2 separate regions of the Mus musculus genome follow, and region 2 is linked to region 1. The links are chromatin contacts, called in public promoter capture Hi-C maps. All regions are on one chromosome and are shown on one strand. The core of a region is the stretch at or near the end of the contact, and the rest is flanking DNA. Distances in the headings are between cores, read along the strand shown.

The links. Promoter capture Hi-C pulls out the DNA fragments that hold promoters and counts their contacts.
Region 2: a promoter capture Hi-C map of liver shows a contact between it and region 1, with 2.3 times the contacts expected there. The contact joins the enhancer-like site here to the promoter of Il12b in region 1. A contact is called at or near these places in 9 of 39 promoter capture datasets (3T3-L1-derived adipocytes, HPC-7-derived erythroid cells, embryonic stem cells and 4 more), 1 of 484 Hi-C or Micro-C datasets (Sertoli cells) and 1 of 9 other capture datasets (embryonic stem cells).

Annotation. Positions count from the first base shown.
Region 1 is chr11:44,398,449-44,403,856 of GRCm38.p6, reverse strand. Il12b (interleukin 12b) reads right to left here and starts at 3,794. Exons shown (of 8, transcript NM_001303244.1): 1 at 3,739-3,794.
Region 2 is chr11:43,926,286-43,931,328 of GRCm38.p6, reverse strand. No RefSeq gene overlaps it. Among named protein-coding and RNA genes, the nearest start is that of Gm12153, 30 kb to the left of the region's middle. Within about 2 kb of position 1,993, at least 52 of the 459 cell types and tissues checked have an H3K27ac peak or open chromatin away from gene starts, as enhancers often do. A contact at or near this core is called in Sertoli cells and liver, where this site is marked.

The DNA of each region.
Region 1 (5,408 bases), core at 2,545-5,044:
TTCTAGATTTGGGTAAAAACATCTCCAAATAAAGAACTAGAGGCTACCTGGAGCTTAAATAATCATAGGGCCCAGCTACCTGATACCATTTTGTTTTTTAAAAATATATTGATGTATGACTATTGTATGTGTGCATGTGTGGAGGTCAGAGGACAACTTTTGGGAGTTGACTGTCTCCTTTCACTCTGGGTTCAGGGTTCAAACCCAGGTCACCAGGCTTGTGCAGAAGTAATGTGACCTGCTGAACTGTCTTCCTGATATCCACAATCATCTCCTCCCTCCCTCTTCTTAAGACAGACTTTCAGCCTTCGTTGTCCTGGAACTCTATGTAGATAAGGCTGACCCCAAACTCACAGGGATCCACCTGCCTCTGCTTCCTGAGTGCTGGGATTAAAGGCGAGAGCCACCACACCCATCTTATTTATTTTTTTTTAAGGTTCAGAAACATAAACTTAGAGATGACCGTGGCTTCCCAGGTCCACAGTCATCAGATATTTCCTTAGTTATGATTGTAATATTAACATAATACCCAAAGAGCTTTGAACAGAATGGGAAAGTACTGCCATGCTGCCAGTATGGACGAGAACAGTGTCACTGGGCATCCGAATCACCCTGCTGTGCAGTAGGCACTGGGATGCCCCAGGCTAGAGGACCAGCTTAGGTGTGGGAAAGGTGACACAGGGTAAACTTTCAAGTTCTGACAAGGACCTGTAGTGGATTAGGTTTTTTTAAACCTAGGCAGAGATTACTCCAAATTCTAAAATAATTCTCTCCCTCACAACAAAATGCAGCATTTCTTAAGCTTGGGTGTGTGTATAACCTGGGTTCACGGAGACTGTTGGGTCTCAGCCCAGAACAGAGTGTCTGACTTAACATGTCTTGGAGGTGCTGAAAGCTGATGTTATGATCCATTGAACACATTGTGAGGGCAAATGTGCTAGCTAGGTTTGAGAGTCCAGAACTCCTAAAATTCAAGGTGTTCTTTGGCAGAAGACTGTACCATATTGATTAACCTATCATGAAATAGATAAGTCAGTAACCATCCTGTATTGTAACCCAGTCTAGATTAACACCAGGGCAACACAAACCTTTAGACTGTAAAGATTATACCTCACTCATAAATGTGGTTGAGATAATCAGTGTAGATTACTAATTCCCTTCAGAAATACTTTTCATCTATCCTGGAGGGTGCCACCGCCCGTCAGGAACAAGATTTGAGAGACCACAGTCTAACCCATATGAATTAAGGCTTAAATGTTATAGGCAAATGCCTTAAAAATAAACAGGCCTTGGTCAGAAATCACGACCTTTGAGAGAACAGAAGTACTGCTAACCTCTTGAGGGCCCTGCTATGATTTCTTTTTCATGACAGAGACAGGACTAGGAGTCAGGACATGTCTAGGTCCAAATTATCATATAGTCAAGACAAGTACAAGCTGAAATGGTGCTGGTTGCTACATTCATAGGCTTGGAGTCAAGCAGACATGGACTTGGATTCTGGCCCTACTACTCAGTAGCTGTTTGGTGTTGGTTTAGTTCCTCTGAGCCCGACTGCCTTCATATAAAAAGACATAAGGCTTATGTGATCTTCAAGAGCTATTGGGCATGCAGTGAGATGACATTGTATAATACCTTGCACTAGTAAAAAGCTAAGGAAAAAAATTGAAATTCTTTCTGTTTTGTGCACACTGGGTTGAAAAATAAAAATCTGCCAGGCTGTAGAGAGAAATGCCCAGAGAAGGTGATGCAATTATACACGGCTGTGAAACCCAGATGGTAGGACTCTGGGCAGGGAAAAAAGGCAGAGATTCCTGGCATCTCCTGGTGATCTCTTCATATGCTCTCAACACAGGGATTTCCCCTTTGGCTACATGCCAAGCATTTCCTCTGTCAGCCTCAGATGCACTTGAGCATCACACGTGAACCATATTTCAGGCTGAAGGGAGCCCTGGCAATGGTCCAAGGAACAATCTTCATTTCGGCATCACCTACATCTTAGATCATAGAAGACCAGCAGAGGGTGGAGATGATGGCAGGTCGCCTCTTAATCAAATCTGCACAAGCAAAAAAGTGTGCAGTATGTAGCCAGGCTTTGGCTTTCAGGCTGATTGGCAGATGCTGGGCTTTGTTTCCCTCTCACTCCACAATTCTTCCATATGCTATGTTTTAACAATTCTTTTTTGTTTGTTTGTTTGTTTGTTTGTTTTCATTAGTTTTCTTAAGTCCTGAAAGTCTTGTGCAAAGAGCACAGGAACCCTGGGCTGGATACTCTAGCTCCCTAGAGCATGCAAATGCTTCCAAACATTGCTGCCAGCGGGTGCCTGAGTGGACATCCCTTTTGCAAGTTTCATTCTGTTATTCTTTAATTTAAAAGAGAAATGATATGTAAAAATAAAAATGCCCAGAAACAACAATGCACAGTACAGATGGCGTGGCTGTCAGGGATGGCAAGGAGGGCACGGGCAAAGGGCCTTGGTTCTACAGCCAAACAGACCTCAGTCTGCCACTTGTTAGTTATGTGACCTTGACAAGTTGTGTTGACTTTGTCAAGCCTGTACTCCTAGATTAAAAATAACTCTGTCAGGTTAGGAGTTCATGAAATGATCCACAGAAAGTGCCAGCTTGAGCCCCAAATGAAAACAGGACCCCAAATAGCTACTCTTCCCCTTCAGCATCGCTGAAATGACAATCATTTGATTACGTCTTTAATGTCTGTCCCCCCTTTCCCATACCGAGGTGTGTGACAGAGGTCATATCTGTCTAGTCTTATATCCAGAATCTAGCCTAGAGAGAGTCCATGGATTGTTGGTGCAATAATCACAGTATTTCAGATCTCAGCAAAATGAATTCTTGGGGGTGACCTAACTTCATCTTGAAATGCCTTGCTTGAACAAACGGAGCCCCCAGCTGAGGCTCAGTGATCCCTGGGTGAAAGCAAGATGTCACCCTGCCCCATCACCCTGCCCCATCTGGTGCTCATGATTTCACCTGGGCAAGCAGAGGAAGCCAACCCATGAAGATTAGCCTTCCCTTTCTCACAGATTTTAGAACCCTTTAGGAAATAGTTTGGAACATGCCTTGGGCTTTCCAGTTTTGAAGAGGTGGCAAAGTTAGTTAAAATCCAAAGGAACCCCCAAACCCAGCTCTCCACTTTGATTATCATAGCTGATTCTAAAGGCCATCACAGGTAGGACATTCAGTGATGAGCTTAGGCTTGAAGGGGTACATGAAAGGCTTTTTTTTTTTTTAAGTTTCACTCTTAAGGCAAGAACAGAATTTTAACAACACTCCTTAACACATATGCATTAATACTTAAGAAAATGCACATAGTATATGTGTCTATATAGACAAAGCAAACCTTTCTATCAAATACACATCTGTCCACAATGCTTGGCACATATTATTAGTAGCTCAATTTTTTGAGACTCTCTCAAACTCATTACACAGCTGAATCTGGCCTTAAACTCCTGTGCATTCTGTTTCCTGCCTCCCAGATTTGGAGATTACAGGTGTGCGCCATCACATCTGTAATTAGCTGACTTTTTAAATGACTATTTGAAGCCCCTGTCGTCAAAGCCCCTGGTTTCCACCAGCGGGGAAAGCCATCCGAGATGCTCCCAGAATCCACTTACCCCACTCCCACGCTGCCTGGTTCAGGGGTAGCCTGTCCCCTGGAGTCTGAATCTGGACAGCCTCTAGATGCAGGGAGTTAGCGACAGGGAAGAGGAGAGAACTTACCTTGCTTTGCTGCGAGCTGCCTGGTCTGATGTGCCTGGACACCCACTGTTCCTTCTGCTGCCTTGGCTGCTCCTGGTGCTTATATACTCTACTCCTACAGAACTTTCTGATGGAAACCCAAAGTAGAAACTGACTAGTCTCAATTGCAACACTGAAAACTAGTGTCAAAACATTCTGGGGGAATTTTAAGAAGTTCCTCCCTCCCCCCCTTGCCTCCCTGAGTGCATCTATCATACAGAGGGAATATAGACGTCGAAATCCCAGGTTAAGAGGAAATGACTTCGGGGTGTGGAAAAAGGAAGGAGGCAGAGATACTAATTTCTGTTTACATCATGCCTAAGGTGAATAGAGGCGGCAATGGCTAACCTCTCCCGATTCCACAGACTGCAGAAAAAGGAAGGACTTGCCCCAAACCGAGTTCATGGTTCATGCCACAATCAAATAAGTAGGTGTTACAGGCCCAAAGAATAAAGGGCCTAGTGTATCTGGGCCACCTTTCCCCATGTTTTCTTGTTAGCATCTAAATTCAGAAGGTATTACCTCCTGTTTGGCTCCACGTACCCCCTACCTCATACCTATGTTGTCTGTATCCAGGGACAGCTCTGGGGAGGTGAATAACTAATAAAAGTCATAGTGTTTTGAGGGCGTCTCTTATGCTTATAGGTCCTTACTCATGGATTGATAGCAGCATGAACTGAGCTAGACATAGGCAAGCGTACAGATGATTCAAAGGTCACTCTTTTGGGTACCCATACTATATTCTCACTTCAGTAATAACGTGTCTGTGGTCCTATAAACCCTTTGTAGTTTCTCTTCTTGAGGAGTTTAAAATTGCAAAGAGGTGTGCAATCCTGTAAGTTGATGTTACCTCCCTTCCTCATCCGTGCTCAGAAATATTAGCTCTTCTTGCACATCCAGTTCGCATACAGATGAGAGCCACTCTCAGAGCCGCCGATAGAGGGCGCGAAGCGAGGACATCCTCGCGGTTGGGACGCAAGGGACACAACCCGCCGCTTCTCCATTCCTGTCCCTGGCCTGGGTTCCCGCCTCCTGGGAAGTTCCTAGGGCTGAGGTTGGACCCTGTCAGGTTTCGGGCGGTGTAGATTTCCGGCCTAACTTTCTTCCAAGTGTCAGTCTGCCTGGGGCGCGGGGAGGGGGAGAGAACTGCGGAGCTTCCCAGCCACACACTTCCTCACTCCAGCAGCCCAGCTGCAATCCCTCTTTGGTCCTGATCGGCTTCAAACTGAGGGTGGAGACATCAGTCACAGCAAGCTAGCTAGTGGCATCCCTGTACTCCTAGGCTTCGAGTGAAACTGGTTTTGCATACAAGATCATTCTTAAGTGAACAAAGTAGGTTTCGTTGCATAGTGAAATAGCAGTAAAAAATAATGTGCTAGTTTTAGGGGATCTCTGAGGACAGCCATAATCTCTGTGACTAAGATTGCTGGTCACACTGACCCTACATGCAAAGCTCATGGTTACCTCTGCCCATCTCTCCCAAGGACAGATCGGGAGTTCGTTAGAGCACCATCTTTGGCCTCTCGAGGAACTGGATCTTGACAAGGTACATAACTCCTCTTAGCCTCACTGCTGCAGTGCAGGGTTGTAAATGTCCCCTGAGCTGAGACAAGCTGTGACAACATACATGCAAAGCTCATGCAAATGTCCCC
Region 2 (5,043 bases), core at 744-3,243, 470 kb after region 1:
CCCAAACACACTATAGTATCTCTTACAAAGATTCCAAAGCCACACAGTGGTGATGCACTTTTTTTTTGTTTTTGGTGATGCACTTTTAATCTGAGCACTTGGAGGCAAAAGCAGACCTAGCTCATCTACAGAGCTAATTCCAGGATACCCAAAGCTTCCCAATGAAAACCTATCTGTAAAAAAACAAAAACAAACAAAACAAAAGATTCCATCGGGAGGCAGAGGCAGGCAGATTTCTGAGTTCGAGGCCAGCCTGGTCTACAAAGTGAGTTCCAGGACAGCCAGAGCTATACAGAGAACCCTGTCTAGAAAAAAAAAAAAAGATTCCAGACCATTTGTAGGGTGAGGAGGCTGCTTCTGCTGACAGGAGTCCTTGAAGTGAAAAGGCCAAGCCACCTCCTTGCCATCCAGACAAGTCATTTACACTTCTTTCCCTGCCTACACCCAAGTCTCAGCCACCTGCCACCTACCAAACGCTTATGAGGTGAGGTGAATGGGTAGGATGAGATCCTAGCTAAGAGAGGAGCCTTTCAAGGGATTAAGAAGCAGTAGGTGGACATCTGAGAGGCCACTGTGAAAGCTGGACTCAGAGACTCTCCTCCCAGTCATGATGTCCCCCCCTCTTATTTGCCTCTCCTGCTTTAAGGCTGACTTTCGTGACCCTGATGGTGTAACTGCTTCTACCTTTACAGGGAATTAAATTCAGACTAACTGGGTGATGATAAATGTCTCCATCCACTTTCCATTCCCATAATGCCAGAAGCTAGGTACTTTACAAAGAAAAAGAGGTGTACTTAGCACGCAATTCTAGAGGATGAGAGCTTACAACTGGATGGCCCATCTCTTCGAGCCCTGAGGAAGGGCTTCTGGCTATGTCCAACACAGCAGATGGGAGGAGAATGTGTGAGAGACCATGAGTATTGAGAGAGGGAGCAAAGCCCTGGAGAAGGGCCAGGCTCTCTAACAGAGCTTCTCTAATAAGACCTGATGCACAACTGTAGGGCAGCATTGATCCATTTGTGGGTTGAGCTCCTCTTAAGGGTTCTATATCCTTGATGGTACCATACTGGGGACTAAGCTTCCAGACCATAAATATGTTGCAGCAAATCCTCTCCTATCCATAGCATTAAAGATGAAGGGTTCAAGGGCAAGATTCCTATAACAGATGGGTGGTGAACCATGAATACAGTTAGCCCTCCTGGGATTGGGCTACTGAAGAGAAAGGTCCTCAGCCCCTCTTCTCATCTAATCAAACCAAAAGGATTTCCTCATCCCTGGAAACAGAAGGGAGTGTCCCTCTCTTATCAGCCCCTCCAAGGTCCACGGAATACCAAGAAAGAGGGAATTGAAAGAATCTAAGAGACAGAGGAAGGAATGTTGTGGAATGCTGCCCTCTGGACAGGATGTGGCCACTGCACATGAAAATACTCAGCTTCTGTAATTATCTGTGTAAGACCCATACATGACTTGTCCCATCAATATTCCTTTATGAAAGAATGAAGACCTCCCAAGGCTCCACCCCTCCGTGGGGTGATACAGGCAGTTAGTGGTTGCTGGAGTGACGAAGAGTTATGCTCTTCGGTGGCGTTAGCCACTAACAAGATAAAGTGCTCCTGTAAATAACCCCTACCTGTGCTCTTGTAAGAAACTGTACAAACGAGCCCCTGCCCACCCAGCTTGTAAGCCACAGCATGCAGATGCCAAGCCAAGAGATGAACATGAGACTCCAGCCTGTCAACAGAAGCATAGTCATAGACTTTCACATCTGAGCTTCTGACCAGAAAGCATTCACCTGAGCTCCGCTGTTATCACCAGCAGCTTCCGGCCCTCCCAGGGAGATCGGCCCATCCCACTCTGGCTGTTGCCCTTGGTTGAACCTCAGGAGACTGGGAGGAGTTATTTTCTTAGCCGATCTGCAACAGCCCTGCTGGCTCCTACCTCAAAGGCAAAGATTCCTCCTCTAGTTTGTTGGCACTGGTTTGTGCCAAGGATCCAGAGAGAGGACAGGCTCTGGCCTCCCATGGGCCTCTGCCAGGCATGTGAGTCAGGACCGGGCTGTAGTCAGAGGAGCCATTGTGACAGAGATGTGGAACTCAGTCCATGGTGTCCTCTCAGGTCAGGTATCTCCTCACCAAGAATCTGCACAGGGCCCTGAGGTGCGATAAGCAGGGAATATGCAGAGACTTCACTTCTTCTTGTCCTACACGGAAATAAGAAAGCCAGGAGACAGAATACCAATGTTTATCTGGACTGTCAACAAAAGGTTATGAGCAAAGGAGTAACTGGGGGAAACACATAGCTTTACAGGGACAAATACTAACAGCATAGCCTTCTGGAACTGTCCTAGATGCTCTAGGGTATAAAAGAGTCATGTTGGAGTCTCCCCATTGTACAGATACTGCCCAGGTGAAAGAGTCAAGCTATACAGTGAGCTGTGTTCATTTTATGCTCACTTACTGGGCACTTACTCCCTGGGAATCATTGTTCTGGGACAACTTACAAACTGCTCCTGCACACACAGGGGCTACCTGCTCAGGAGCTGCGGCAGTATCTTACCAAAAGAAGAGTAGGTCCAAATGAGTGTAAAGGGCTATGGCTTGCAAGGGAAGGAACTTCTAGGAATGGAGATGGAAGATGTCAAGAAGTTTGCTGTGCAAACTCAGAGAGCACTGTGGGTAGAACAATCGGTGCTGCCAGGAAGGAGAGATGGGTGCCTCCCATTCCAGTCCCACTTCCTTTTCTTTCTTTCTTTCTTTCTTTCTTTCTTTCTTTCTTTCTTTCTTCCTTTCTTTCTTTCTTTCTTTCTTCCTTTCCTTCCTTCCTTCCTTCCTTCCTTCCTTCCTTCCTTCCTTCCTTCCTTCCTTTCTTTCTTTTTTGATTATTTTTTATTAGATATTTTCTTTATATACATTTCAAGTGCTATCCCAAAAGTTCTCTATACCTTCCCCCTGCCCTGCTCCCCTACCTTTAAGCACCTTCCTCACTTGAAGCAAAAATTTTGCCATCTGTAATACAACTAAGATGCTAGCAGTGTAGGTCTCAGGAGGAGCAGGGAATGGAAATGATAAGGGAACAGAAGCCTAATGTGTGGCACCATGCTCACATGAGCTGAACAAAAACCTGTATCCACACCACTTTTAGGGAATGAAGTCGTGGGACACAGGGGCAAACCATTACCAGGTACCCAAGAAGAAAAAGAATCTACAGCTTTTTACTGTCTGGCTGTGAAGCAAGGTGGACCGAGAGGCAAGCCCAGAATTGGAACTTGACTCTGCCTGGCATCCAGTACCTGTACACTTAAACTCACTCCCAGCTCTGCCTCAGTCTTCACAACCACAGAATGGACCAAATGTTGGAGCTGGGCATGCCTCAGATGTGACATGCAACAAGAGCAAAGGAAATGTGACAGAAATAGTGTCACACAGAGGCCCACAGATTATTTCTTGTACTCTTGTGATTTGAACTAAGCATTGGACTGAATCCCCAATAAAGAGGAGGAAACCTAGGTCATATCTATTCTTCAGGTGGCCTTCCAAAGTTCTAACCTGACTCTAAACCTGACTGTGCCCCCATACCTCTTGGGGACATCGTTAAATGCAGTCTGGCTCAGGAGGACTGGAGTGTGCCCAAAGGAGAGTGCTACTGGGTCACAGAACACCCTCTGTGTGGCCAGGCTCTCCGAAGGCCACAAAAGCCAAGTGGTTACATAACCCAGAGCAGGCTGGTAGAGAGAAGCTCACAGGGAGAGGTGGGCCCTGCAAGTGGGTTCAGGATACACAGCTGTGGGCCTAATGATAAGCCTTGTGGGTGTCGGGTGTTGTCTAAATCCTATCATACTTATATTTCCCGAAATGTTCCTAAATGATGGATGTATTTTTGTCTTGGTTTCACAGATTACCAAAAAAAAAAAAAAAAAAAAAAAGCTACGGTCCAAAGAGATTGCATCACTTGCCCAGTGTTACACACCGTGCTATCCACAAGCCTCCAGTGTCAGAGCTGAACCCAGGGCAGATGACAGTGATACATGGTGCATTCCTGGACCAGCTGCCCCTCTAATCCCACAGCAGAGGGACACCCCCTGACACAGCACACTCTGAAGCTTGCTGAGAGCTGAGTCATTTAATGGCAGTGGCTTTAGGAGCCAGTCTCCAGCCTCACTGGCTCCTGCCGCACACAATATTTCTCTCCTTTCCGCACTCTGAACAGCTACATCCAATGTCTTTCTTTCACATTTCACAGGGTTTAAAAGCCTGGATTCTGATCTCAGCTTCACTGTCTATAAGTTGCTTAGCTTTGAAAGACTCCGCTTCTCCAATCTATCTTCTGGGCATAATCAGTATAGAGTCTATAGTGGGAAGGTTTTCTTTTTTCTCTTATATACAGTTTCATGCAGCCCATGCTGGCCTCAAACTCACTACGCAGCCAAAGATAACCTTGAACTTCCACTCCCCCTGCCTCTACCTCCAAGTTCTGACATATACTGGAAGGTACCACCTTGCCTGGTATATTCCGCACTGGGGATTGAACCTAGGACTTTGTGCATATTAGCCAAGCACTCCACTCACCATAGCTACATCCCCAGCCCTGGGAAGAATTACTGTGAAAATGGAGGTTGAGCATGTTCTCTGCTGGTTCGTCTTGCCCCTAGCACAGAATCACTATAGATGTGATTATTGAGGTAAAAATCAGGCTCCCAGCCTGTGCAGTGATTCAGCCACTGGGCTCGGTGGTGTGAATGACTCCACTTCTAGCAAGAGGTTTTCAGGCTATTGCACCTGCCAGCATGCATATACACTGCTCCCATAGAAAAATGGAAACCGAGTTACAGGAATGGGGGGCATAATCGCACATCAGGGAAGCATTTTGCACAAACAAATGTTGCATCAACTTTCATGGCTCTGGCCCCAGGCTGGCTATGAGTCAGACTCGCAGCCCCATCTTCAAGCTAGTGGTTGTCCTGAGGCTTAGACCTACTCATTCCCCTCCTACCTGCCATCTCCTGCCACTGCCCTGCATTCCCCAAGGAGCCAGGGATGAAAGAGA